Linked DNA regions of Rattus norvegicus: region 2 is linked to region 1. Evidence: chromatin contacts called from public Hi-C data. All regions are on one chromosome and are shown on one strand. The core of a region is the stretch at or near the end of the contact, and the rest is flanking DNA. Distances in the headings are between cores, read along the strand shown.

Region 1 (6,311 bases), core at 1,824-4,323:
TAAAGCTGGACTCCATATATTTTCCTGGATGCAGTCCACACCATGTTGACCTGAGAGCCCTATATTCTTGTATTTTGGGCCAGTAGGAGAAATTTACTGACCAGGTTTACTACATGATTGAACTTTAAAAATTTCTCTTGGTGAATTGCATTGTCTTGATTCTAAACCATTATTAGGATTTAGTTTGTAAATCTATCTGCAATTGATTAAGGCAACCAATTATGTTGTATCAATAATCTTCTTAACATATGTACTTTGGGTGATAATATTCTATTATTATTAAATACTAATGTTAATGATTGATGATTGGTCTTAATATAGATTTTACAGTGTTCTGTCTTTTGGTGTACAATTGTATTTAAAATTATAGAAAATGTAAAGCTTATCCTTTAATATTTTATATTTCATCTTCTTCAAAGAGAAGAAGTTCTATTACTGCATCGATATTGCTCTGTCTAAGTTTTCCATTTACACAGTCACTAACTTCCTTTTGGCCTCCATATGAGAAGCGGAGAGCAGCCCTGCTTCTTTGATCAGCTAAAGACTAATTTCTAGAACAAATGAACACACGTCTCTTTGTCATATGGAGTTCCATTAGTAGTTAGCAAAAATGATCTGAAATAAGAGATACAGGCCAACTGATGCCCATCAAAGAGAGCTAAGAACAAATAGGCTGTCCTCGGGACATTTCTGAGATTTCTCCGGATTTGACATCATTTGGGACGCAGGGACAAGCCACTACTTCAGGTTCCCCAGCAATGTAGTTTTCATTGCAGGCCCACAAAAGATAAAGAACGAGATACAATACTCCTGACCCCACAGGAGCCGTTGAGAATTTAAGGCCAGTCTCTACACCAAGATTGCATATAACGCAGCCTCCATTTAACAAAAACGACAACCAGCCCAACATTCATTGTAAGATGTTAGAGTAACTGACCAGAGAGACTTCTGAGGAGTGAGTGGAAGCTGAGACTGTGGGGAGTGTTCAGATGCACCCCTTCTAGCATCTCTGGACAATTTACTAGCACGATGGAAAGAGAATTGCTTTCTGGATGGTTTTCCCATCTGGAACTTTCCATAGTAAGGATTACCAGCGTACACCAAGGTGTGCACAGGTGAGGATCTCTAGAAAATCATATGTCCTGTAGATCTCCACAGGTAAAACTCCTCCACCCTTCTCCCTTCATAGATGTATACATTCATCCATCCATCCTTCCGTCCATCCACAAATCCACAGATCCGTGCATGCTCCAACCAATTCTTGTATCCATCTCTCCAGTATGGCAAATTGAGAAAAGTGATTCAACTTTCTGCTTGTGTGAAGATAGAGTTAATACACCACGAGTCATGCAGTGAGCAACAGAAAGAAACTAGCAGTCAAAGACCGCCAGGGAGGGAAAGAGAATAGTCCCTCGAGCTGACTGAGAAATGTCAGGGCACGTTCAATAGGGTAGCATCAGTGAAAGGGATCAGAAAGCACACGGGTGCAGCATTCAGGGCACACTTAGCAAGGAGGTCATTGTGCCTGGGATAGAACAGGGAAAGGTCAGAGATCATGGGGCTAGAGAGGCAGCTAGGAGGGAGGGTCTGGGAGGGAGATCGGGTTTCCTGGCACTGTGCCTGCTGCCCAAGATGAATGGAGTGAGGATGCTGACTGGAGAGGCCATCATAGGTGTCTAAGTGACAGACAGCGCCATTTCAGTCTGTGGGTTGTGGGTTGGTAAAAAGGATGGGAAGAACTCGCTGAATCTGGTTTTCTGATAGAGTGTTTGATATCCAGCTCCAAGGAGATTGATTTGCTGAATCTCGAGCTAGATTCTTCAGAAACCGTACTATCTCCTCTACTGGTATGTACCTCGCTTCAGGTCCGGCTGCCCGGAAGGCCCAATGGTTGCTAAGATGATGGAACCCAGGCCGTGTTTGCCTAGACTTACCTGAAATCTCTGGTAAAGGAGGCCCAGGCGACCAAGGTCTGAATGAAGTCCTTCTGTGATCCCTGTCAGTAACAATTGATGACAGAAGCTTGGTGTTTCTGATGAGACACCCCATGTGTGATCTTGGGCAAGCTGCTACTGGGGATGTGAGAAAGTTGGTCAATTTTGGATTGATTTTTATATTACTGAACATTCTGGGTAAACTTGATTTTCAGTCTTCAATTAGAGATTTTTAAATGACAAACGGACCTAGGAGTTCTTCAAGTATGTGTCTACATGAGTCAGAAGTGGGAAGCTATATATCTGACGCCTTTCCTTTCTAGTGAGGGACCTGTTAATGGTGAAAGGTCCCAAACAGAGAAAGGAAACTTCAGATGAGACAGTGTAGGAGAAGGTAGACAGCAAGAGCCGACAGTCATTTTTCTCACCTCACTTCCTGTTACAGCTTAAAATCCAACACACTTGTGTTATGGTCGGCATGGGAACAGCATTCGGTAATCTCCATTCACGGTCTGTGTATGACGTGAGCCCTGAACTTATCATTCTTACTGGCTCTGTGGCCAAGTACCACCCTACATAGCATGACACTGACCATTCGGTGATCCTCTCTTCACTCTGTACCACTTGAGTTCTTCCCAGTTTCCCACTGTATAAAAATAAAATATGCCACAGCTCTAAGCATCCTTATAGCAACCACTTTGTTTTCCTGGGGACTGTTTCTCTGGAAATGTCCCCAAGTGTATCATTACTGGATGACATATGGTAAGGAGCTTTACTGAGATACTAATAAATAACAACACTAATAACAAAGGCTGCTTCCCGAATGCTTCTCAGGAAGTTTGCACCCATCTTCCACACCACGGCGTCGTTCCCTCTGTGTCAGAGCGGTAGAAATGTAAGCTCTTTAATTATTTTTCGCTGTCAGTTTGATAGATGGGACCTACCCCGTTGATCGTGTTTTCATCATCTTTTCCCAATCCTTGTAAAATCGGGACTGGATCTGTGACAGAATGAGAGCGGCAGCTTTCCCTACACACGAGTCCCTTACCGGTGGACACTACTTTGCAGTGTCTGTTGTGTGAGATCCAAAGCTGTTGCTCCATCGAGTTCTGCTGCCTGCCAGCAGAGGGCGCTATTTGTTTGTACTGAGGCAGAGGAACGAGACCTGGAGCCATTTAGGGAGCGGGATGGCTGCCTGAGTCAGCCCTTCACAGCTATGCTCTGTGGGAACAGTGGTTATGGCTGCAGCACCATACACGCCTGACAAATCCTGTTAAACGTTCAGTTTCCTGTAATTTTCCAAGCTTTTCAGGGTCCTGGCTGCTCAGGAGACCAATGAAATCATTTATATTGACGCCATCAGGGACATGGCATCGGGGTGGGTGCAAGACAAAACACCACCCTGCCCAGAGATCTGATGGGCAGCCTGTAGGGGCTCCTGCAAGGCTCTGTGGAAGCACAAGGCTGGTAAGGTTTGAACAATGGCAGACTTAGGGACCAAGGAAAATGGAGTAGCAACTAGTTCGCAAGAAGAGTTAAGAACAGGAACATTTAGGCGAGGGTATAGGTTCTTTTCTTCCCTCCCTCTCCCTCTCTCTCCTTCCCTTTCTCTCCTTTCCTTTCCTTTCCCTCCCTCCCTTCCCCTCCCTCCTTTCCTCTTTGTTTGTTTGTTTCTTTCTCTTCCTTCCTTCCTTCCTTCCTTCTTTCCTTCCTTCTTTTCTCTCTCATTTTTAAACTCACACACAGTTGCTGCTGCTACTACTGTGTGTGTATGTGTGTGTGTGTATGTGTGTGTGTATGTGTGTGTGTATGTGTGTGTATATGTGTGTGTATGTGTGTGTGTATGTGTGTGTATGTGTGCGTATGTGTGCGTGTGTATGTGTGTGTATGTGTGTGTATGTGTGTGTGTATGTGTGTGTGTATGTGTGTGTATGTGTGTGTATGTGTGTATGTGTGTGTATGTGTGTGTATGTGTGTGTATGTGTGTGTATGTGTGTGTGTATGTGTGTGTGTATGTGTGTGTATGTGTGTATGTGTGTGTGTATGTGTGTGTATGTGTGTGTATGTGTGTGTATATGTGTGTGTATGTGTGTGTATGTGTGTGTATGTGTGTGTATGTGTGTGTGTATGTGTGTGTGTATGTGTGTGTATGTTTGTGTGTGTGTATATGTGTGTGTATGTGTGTGTATGTGTGTGTATGTATGTGTGTGTATGTGTGTGTATGTGTGTGTGTATGTGTGTGTGTATGTGTGTGTGTATGTGTGCGTATGTGTGTGTGTGTGTGTGTGTGTGTGTGTGTGTGTGTAGGGGAAGAGGAGATGTAGCCCGGTTGTCAGAGCACTTGCCTAATATACACAAAATCCTGGGTCTGACCCATAGCTTCACATAAACCAATATGTGGAAGAATTCAACTCCAACCCCAGTACTCACTCAGGTAGTAGAATCAGGAGAGTGAGAAGTTCAAGGTCGTTCTTGGCTGTATAGTGTGTCTAGGGACAGCCTGGGACTAATGAGAGTCTGTCTCAAAATCAAAGCAAAACAAAACCACATAAATATCACCCCCCCAAGTAAATCACATGAATACCACCCCCCAAGTCACTCATAAAATAGCCTGATGTACTTTTATTAAAAAACAAGTCAGAGTGCTTTCAATCTGGTAATTTCCTTTTATTTGCTTCTCCCCCTCATTGCCCCCCACGTTCCAAGGCTATCCCTGTCAAATGTGATGATGCTGTTGCAGTCATTGCTAAGCGTGGTTTCTCGTAAAAGAAACGCTAATCTTCTCTAGGAGGGAGATCTTAGAATACATATTATTTTAAAACAAGTTTCTAATTTCCTTTTCACTGAGTCAGAAGACTGGTTTCTGTTTCCAAGAGTTCAAGCTGGTATAGCTTATATATTGTATTCAAGCTGTAATATCAGCCTCAGTGAGTTAACTATTATACTAATGGAAGATGATTAGATTTTCAATTTCTACTACTATGGAAACTTGGGGTCAATGCTATGGTACTTACAACTTTGTACAGACTTAAGGGTTTCTGTAGGAAGAATGCTGGGGGGTAAAATTGGGAGGTCAAATTTAATGAGCACTTAAAATTTTAGTTGGTACAATAGGTCAAACTGTGCTCTGAAAACAGGAGAAGGTAGGTCCTTGAGACAACAGTCACTGGAGTCCTTAAGACCACAATCCCTGGAGTCCCTGCCAGGGCTGGACAGAAGGAAGACTTTGAGGACTTGACAGCCAAAGCTTCGAGCAGCCAGTTCTCTGCACAGTTCCCTTACGTGGCTATTCTTAGATCATTATAGACTTTGTTGTTGTCCTTTCTGAGATTCTTGGCATCCTGATGAAGACCTGGTCAGTTGGATGTACTTACCATCTCCATCTTAGGCTTGAGTGGAAAGCTACGGTAGGAGATGCTCAGTGTAGGAGATGTGGAAGATAAGCCCTCCAGACAAGTGTGGGCCAGACTCTATCCTCTGTTTTGTTGTGCAGGCCAGGCTGGCCTTGAGCCTGGCATTAAACCTAAGCCCTCGCCTCAGTCTCCTGACTGCTGGGACTACAGGTGTGTGTCATGATGCCCGTTCACTCATCCTGTGGAGCCTGGGTTACATCATTTACTCTTTGCTGACTTTTCCCATATTTACCAGGCAACTGGAATAAAATGAGCTTTCTAGATCCTTCTAGACTCCAATCTTCACCTCTGGTTCTCCCTTTCCTCAGCCCCTCTCTGTTGGACCTCACTCTGCCTTAAGTGGCCCACTGAGGGAAGAAGCTTCCTAAAAGTTCACCTGAGGTCTCTGCTGTGTGCTTTCTGCAGTAAGGTTTGTTTTAACTAACAAACCTCACAGAGCTGAAGTCGGGCTGACTGACTGGAAACCAAAATTGGACAGAACCACCCAAGGTCAAGTGCACAGGAGCAGAACTTGGAAAATTTAGCAAAGGTTCAGCCAGAGGTTCCATCAGCCAGATGTGGTCTAGGGGATGGGGATTTACAAAAAGGAGACATGGAGACAGGGTGTAACATTTAACACATGCGCAGCACATACACATGTAAAATGTCACATGGGTTTCCATGCATTAATAGCATCTCTCAAGTCTAAAAACTTAAATGGAGGCTATTGTGAACGGCAGGATGTGAATTATCCACGGAAGACAGAAGATGGGAGAACTGTCAACATGAAGACACCCTGAAAGAACCTTGCTTACAAGAGTTCAGCATCTGCTACCTCCTCTGGGACTGTGGCTTTGACCACATACTTGGCCCAAGAAATTCAAAGACACACCCCCAACTAAGAGCCATATTAGTTTGCTGTTTCTTCTAAGTCTAGCCTCCACAAATCGGAGTAACATGAGGACCTCTTGAGTGGAACATGGCG
Region 2 (6,428 bases), core at 2,093-4,592, 240 kb after region 1:
TCCATTTCCTCAAAATATCTTTGTCCATACATTTCAGAATCAAATGGGAGATAAAACAGGCAAACAAACAACCAAGACTTCTTCTGGAGAGACAAATGAATTTGTTTAATGCTGAGCGAACAGGACAAGCTAAGCCCACAGAATGTGGATATGTGTAATGCTTCATAACTTTTTACTAAATTAATTAATTTGCTCACTCTACATCCCAGTATCAGCCACCCTCCCAGTCCCCACCTCTCACATTTCTCATCCCCTTCTCCTCTGAGAATGGGGGATGTTCCCCCTACCCTTGACAAATCAGTTACTGAGTTACTGTAGGACTAGACAAGGCAGCCCAGTTAGGGGAACTCATGCCAATTCAGCAGAGGCCTGGCTGTTCCTGTAGATTCTGCCTCCCCTTTGGCTGTCCAGACACTACTGAACTGGGCTGCTGGTATATCCATGAAGTGTTTGCGAGTGGACAGAGTTGCTGACCTGAGAACGGGGCTGCTGATTTCCTGGCAATATAAATGGAATTTGCTCCAAAGAACCATTTCTTTCCACTACCTCTGGTGAGTGGTAGGTTAGAAGGGAGGTGAAAGCATTTAAGAACCATCATTAAAAGTAAGCATTGAAAAAGTCAGCAGTTCTCAAGCTGAGTATGTATGGGGTTGAGGCAGTGTCAAATTCACTATGTGCTCAGCAGGTAGCCTTGAACATCCTATATAGTCCAGAATGGTGGTACTCTCCTACCTGCTGCCACTTCAGCATGCACTGCCATGCCGATTGATCAAAGGTTCTCCTTCTTGTTCTGCCATTGCTATTTTCCTCATACTTAGTGTCTCAGTAGTTGGTCTTGGCACCTCAAGAAAAATCCAAGGTGTGTACAGCTCATTAACACACACATACACACACACACACACACACTTGTATGTATGCCTTCATGTATGTCTATTTGCTATATGCGTGCCTTATTACCATGGAGGTCAGAAGAGGGCTCAGATCCTCTGGAACTGGAGTACAGGTGAGTGTGAGACAGTGTTTGGGTGTTAGCAATCAAACCGCTCTTGCAGCCACTCTTCTTAACTGCTGATCATCTCTCCAGCCCCAACAGCTCCTTTTGAAAGAACTTGTGTTCACTTTCATAATTAGCTTCAAAAGTCAGTGTCCATTTGAAGAAAATAATACAAACCACTTGAAACAGAAATCTTAAAGTTTCATTGCTGCCAGATCACAAAGAGTTATCGGTGACGTGGGTGTACTAACTGGGTACTGTACTACTTCACAGACCTCTGTATCAGATAGAACCCTGCCTCCTGTCCTAGCCTGTTCCACTGATTATCTGAAGTTGCTTCTTATCATCTCAACCTTGGAAGCTCAACCAGCTTTCCAAAGGTAATGATGTCCTCTAATGGGTTTTAACATTATCAGGAACAGAAAAAGCCCTGAGCTAGTATTTCAGTCTGACAGATACCAGATATGAGCACGCTTCCTCCCACCCCACCTCTGTGAGCTTGTAGCAATAGACCAGGCACATTGGCTTACAGTGTGAGAGCGACAGGGCTGTCGTTCACTGATAGGCCACCTACTCTGAGTGAGGATTCTTGCACAAGGAATTATCCCATGTAGCAAGTATGTTTAAAGTCATTACACTCTTAAGTGCTGTGTTCTTCATAATGAAAGAGCCAACCATGCAACGTTTCAGCATGAGTAGTGGGTAGGGCTCAGGCAGTCCCACCTATGACTGAAAAGCTAAGGCCAATTGCTGGTTACTAGAGAAGCAGGGTAATTCTCACAAGTGAGGCACCCTGGTAGGTTGCCAAAGTACCAGTGGATGGCTCTACACACGTGTACTGGTGGAACAAATTCAACTCCATAGACAGAAAAATGTTTGCCTTTGGTTTGGAGGAAGAAGTGATACGGAGTATTGAAAGAATTAGATAGGAGGGATTAAAGGAAGGATTTGATCAAAACCACATTGTGTGTAAATTGTATGACACTCTCAAACATTAAAAAATATTCATGAAATATTTAAAAAAACAACATAGAGAAAAGCAAGTGTTTTGAAGTCTGGTACAAATGTATATCTACTATTAAGTCTCAGGGATCAGTAAGACATGTAAATTCCCTGGATCTCATATCAAGTCCAAGTTCAGCAAGTGTTACCCATACTTTATTGCTGAGACACAGGATGAAAATATATACGGATAGTCTAAGCAAATGCCTAGCATATTCCAAGGGCTCAATAAACATTTTCTATTAAAATGATATATTTTGGCATGAGTTGAGTCAGAAAAATGTTTTATGATGATGAGTTCTCTCTCTCTCTCTCTCTCTCTCTCTCTCTCTATATATATATATATATATATATATATATATATATATATAATCAAGATCAAAAAGGTTGTAATATCAAGCATACCTATGCTAAATTAGGACAATAAGACTTAAACATTCTGGAAACTACTCAAATAGCTCATTGTAATTTCTGGAATTTTCCATCTTGTTTACCACAGTATAACATTTTAAAAAAGAAACAGACTTTTGTTTATTTGCATTCATAACTATATATGTACATAACTATGATCCCTAAACAGATTTTTCTTTTAAATAATCTAAGTGTTTCCAGTAGGGTATGGTCCTAGGAACTTAAGAACCATACCGGTAACATATTATCTTTCTGTAAACCATTTTTAAATTCATTTTTATGTTTAAGACAGTCTCCTTATGCAGCCCAGATTTTCCCGGAACTTGTGGCAATCCTCTTGTAATTGTTCTGGTAATATAGGTGTGTCACCACACCTGGATTTAAAGCTCTACAAAATCACTTTATCAAACCAGTTACTGATATAAGCAGATTGCACTTGATAAAATGAAATTAAACATAACATTTTGAATTTGCTAACAAATAAAGACTAAACAACAAAACCTTTTCTTGAGTCTCCCATATTTTCCCAATTATTGCAGTTTCTCATGCTTTCTTCCCAATGTCGATTACTTTGACTTTCATCTGTCTGAGTGAAGTCGCTCTCTGAAACTGTGTTGTTAATCTCTTCCTTGCCAAAAGCACCTCACGGGAGGAAGAGAGGAGCCGGGGAGCCCAAGACTGAACTGTTACACACACATATCAAAGAGTGAAAGAAAGCCCTGCGAGTTGGCCTCATCCTTATCAGTGGCTGGAGCACCTGGAATCGAGCCCTGTACGTGGTTTAAATATTAACCGCAAAACCTAAACCCATCACAGCCATGTGAACTTCAGCTCTGACTAAAGATTAGTGTCAGGTTTGCTTGCCTCTGTGGCTGAGCGGTAGCAATGGACCACACAATGTTGCTCAATCAATGTTGTTCCTAGGGTTCTTGACCTCAGTGAATGGTAAACAGAGTGACCGTAAGACAGGGCTCCAGTGCTCTGGTGTGGCTAGGAAAACACTCTCTGAAACTGCACGGAATGAACAGACACCCGTTAGCATGGGAACTGAAAGGCAACCCTAGCGAAGTAGGATGCGGGAAGAAATAGCCTGCGCACCGCAGGAAAACTGAAACCTCCCAAGATGAGTCAGAGCATCAGGCTCTATGCTTCCTTCCTCGCTCCGCCAAACTTCGTCAGAGTCCAACAAGAAGCAAAAGCCAACAACACAGGAGCGGTGAGCGATTATCATGCTTTCCCACGCACATAAAATACAATTTTCTTTCATTGAAATCAAATCAGGTTGGGACTGAGTAGACCTACAAGGGAGAAATTGGCCAACTTGATAAGGGTGTTAGATACAATCATAGAATGTAGTCTATCAAGAGAAACTTTCTCTTCTAATCCTTTATGTTAGCCAAATCCCATTGCAATAGTCCTGGCTTTGTATGCCTGCCCATCCAAGTGAAATCGTATCCTTCTGGGATGAAGACTTGGCAGGTGATTGTAGCAAACAAAATGGGAGTGAAAACAATGAATGTTGCTCCGACCACTAGAAATAGTGGACACCCATGACCTTGTTAAAATAGTCACATAAACCTAGTCACACAATCCTAAAAAAAAAAATCCATATGGAATGTCAAAAAGCATTTCAGATGTATAAGACAGAATTAGTAATGTTGTAAATTAATAAAATCTGAAGAAGCTGATAGAAATTCTCTTAAATCAAGAAAGGAGCCCAAGTCTGCATATGAACCATTCAGCAGCCCACTGACTCAATTTTTGGTAATTACAGCTCTGTGAAGCTCCCTCTCCCTCTCTCTCATTAAACATCAATATCATTCCTCAAGCCCTATAAACCATTTATCATTATAATTTTTATTAACTGTATGAGAATTTCACACAGTATATTCTGAACATCTCCATCCCCTCAACCCCTCCCATTACCACGGCCATTGACCTTCCCATCCCTTCTCACCAACTTTGAAATTACCCCACTCCCCGTCAAATCCAGTTTATACTGCCCAGTTAGACTTGAGATTGAGGTCTGCTCTGAAAACAAACCCCAAACTGACCTTTACTCTACCCGCAGCCATCAAATCCTAACAGCTCCTCAGTTAGTGGTGGGATTTTGTGGTGGTGAACTTTCCTGAAAATACCTCCTGACCACAAAGAGTCTGGAATTTTGCTGGACCTTGCAGCCAGGTTAATATTCCTTGAGGTCATTTGAGACTGTGTATCCAGTTCTCAACATGCTGTATACTCAGCCTGTTTAAATTTAACCTGCCTTTAAGAGAACAGTGAGAGCTACTTTACTGTGCTTTGGATCTCCCATGTAATCAGCTTTATAACCTAAGCTAAATTCATAGCACAGCTTTGATCTTAAGTTCACGCCCTTGACAGAATTGTGTGTGTGTGTGTGTGTGTGTGTGTGTGTGTGTGTGTGCATGTGCACGAACATACATGCCTTTACTGTGGCAATCATTTGCTGAAAGCAGCCAATAGATTTAAAGCAACCTTAAACAAAATAAATATCCCATAAATGTGGTAAGCAATGTGTGGATATAGTTTGATAATATCTGGTTTAGAGTGAGCATGGTATTCTACATCAGCTAGGGTCAATAAAGTCATTTCTTCACTCATAAAACCTTGTTAAAATTTTCTATAGCAAGTATACTTTATCCATTTCCTATATCATGGCTTGTGAACTGTGAAAGAGGGACAGAGCAAAGCCCTGTTAGGGACAGACAGATCAGACATACCCATTAGCCAGGCGGGTGCCCATAGACAACAGGCAGATGACAGGAGAGGAGAAGTGAGTTCTTATGAGTCTCTGAAAGGATCTTAAAGATGCTTGTTAGGAAGTACATGCTGTAGGAGACCCTAGAAGGAGGGTCTGAGGAGGAAAGAAATGGACATAGGACAATAACAGCAGGGTACCATGAAGTTTCTGTGGTCTGGGCAATGTTAGATTGTACTACATAGATACTTAATATATATATATGTTGCTTACACTCATGTGTGTGTCAAATGACTCACAATTTTGAAAGCAGGTGAAATTTATCTAATGATCTTGGCAGAAAAATATTTTGGCAGAAAAATATTGTATTACAGTTACACGAGCCAAAAAAGATTTAGTTAAAAGATAATCTCAGTTGGATCATAAAGGTGTTTCATAACGAATCCTTCTGAAGTTAAGAATCTTACTGAAAAGTGCTTATTTCTTTTATATAAAGAATATTATTTTTCTAATTCATAGCTGGAAGAGCACCTAAGGTTAAAATACCAGAATTGTTCTCAATAAAAACAATACTCAAAGCACCAGCACATTTCAAATTATTCTGAAGTAATTTCATTCAGTTCAATAGCTATTCGGACAGAGTTAACAGATATAATCTATGCAAATGATATGAATATCCACTGATTAAGAAAATTTTAATTTAAATACTTCTAGTGTTTTACATTTCTGAACTTTGGCACTGTATAGATTTATGGGGCTCTCATAATAGCATGTAAGTAATAATTTTTAAATCTTTTTGAGATTTTATTTATTTCATGTATCATAGTATTTGCCTGAATCCATGTGTGTGCAGTTTCAACAGAGGCCAGAAGAGGGCATTAGATTCCCTAGAAGTGGAATTACAGATAGTTGTGATCTACCATGTGGATACTGGGACTTGAACCTTGGCCCTCTGGGAGAGCAGCAGTGTTCTTATTTAGAGCTCTTATCTCCAAACCTTATAGGTTTCAAGTTTTAAAAGTTAACAGTGCTGTAATACTGGGTTAATGGCAAAAATTAAAATTAACCTGGTACATACATGTCAAAGTATATTCCCATAAAGATGATTGCTATTGCATCAAGCACAAAATATCACAAAATGTAGTATTTAAAAATATCTAATAGAATAAAAATAATGTTAAAATTAAAGCATTATACTACATACTCATCAAGCATGGGTTCTGAAAAATATTGGTTGATATGGGAGTGGAATGTTAATGCTTACTGAAAAAGATGTATATTATCTTTCATTCAATGCAATCT

What was found. A called contact is a pair of places that touch in the nucleus more often than the background predicts.
Region 2: a Hi-C map of psoas muscle shows a contact between it and region 1, with 4 times the contacts expected there. The contact joins two enhancer-like sites. A contact is called at or near these places in 4 of 12 Hi-C or Micro-C datasets (hepatocytes, kidney, liver and 1 more).

Annotation. Positions count from the first base shown.
Region 1 is chr19:42,288,373-42,294,683 of GRCr8, forward strand. No RefSeq gene overlaps it. Among named protein-coding and RNA genes, the nearest start is that of Rpl22l3, 34 kb to the right of the region's middle. Within about 2 kb of position 3,074, at least 11 of the 93 cell types and tissues checked have an H3K27ac peak or open chromatin away from gene starts, as enhancers often do.
Region 2 is chr19:42,526,184-42,532,611 of GRCr8, forward strand. No RefSeq gene overlaps it. Among named protein-coding and RNA genes, the nearest start is that of Il15, 15 kb to the right of the region's middle. Within about 2 kb of position 3,343, at least 11 of the 93 cell types and tissues checked have an H3K27ac peak or open chromatin away from gene starts, as enhancers often do.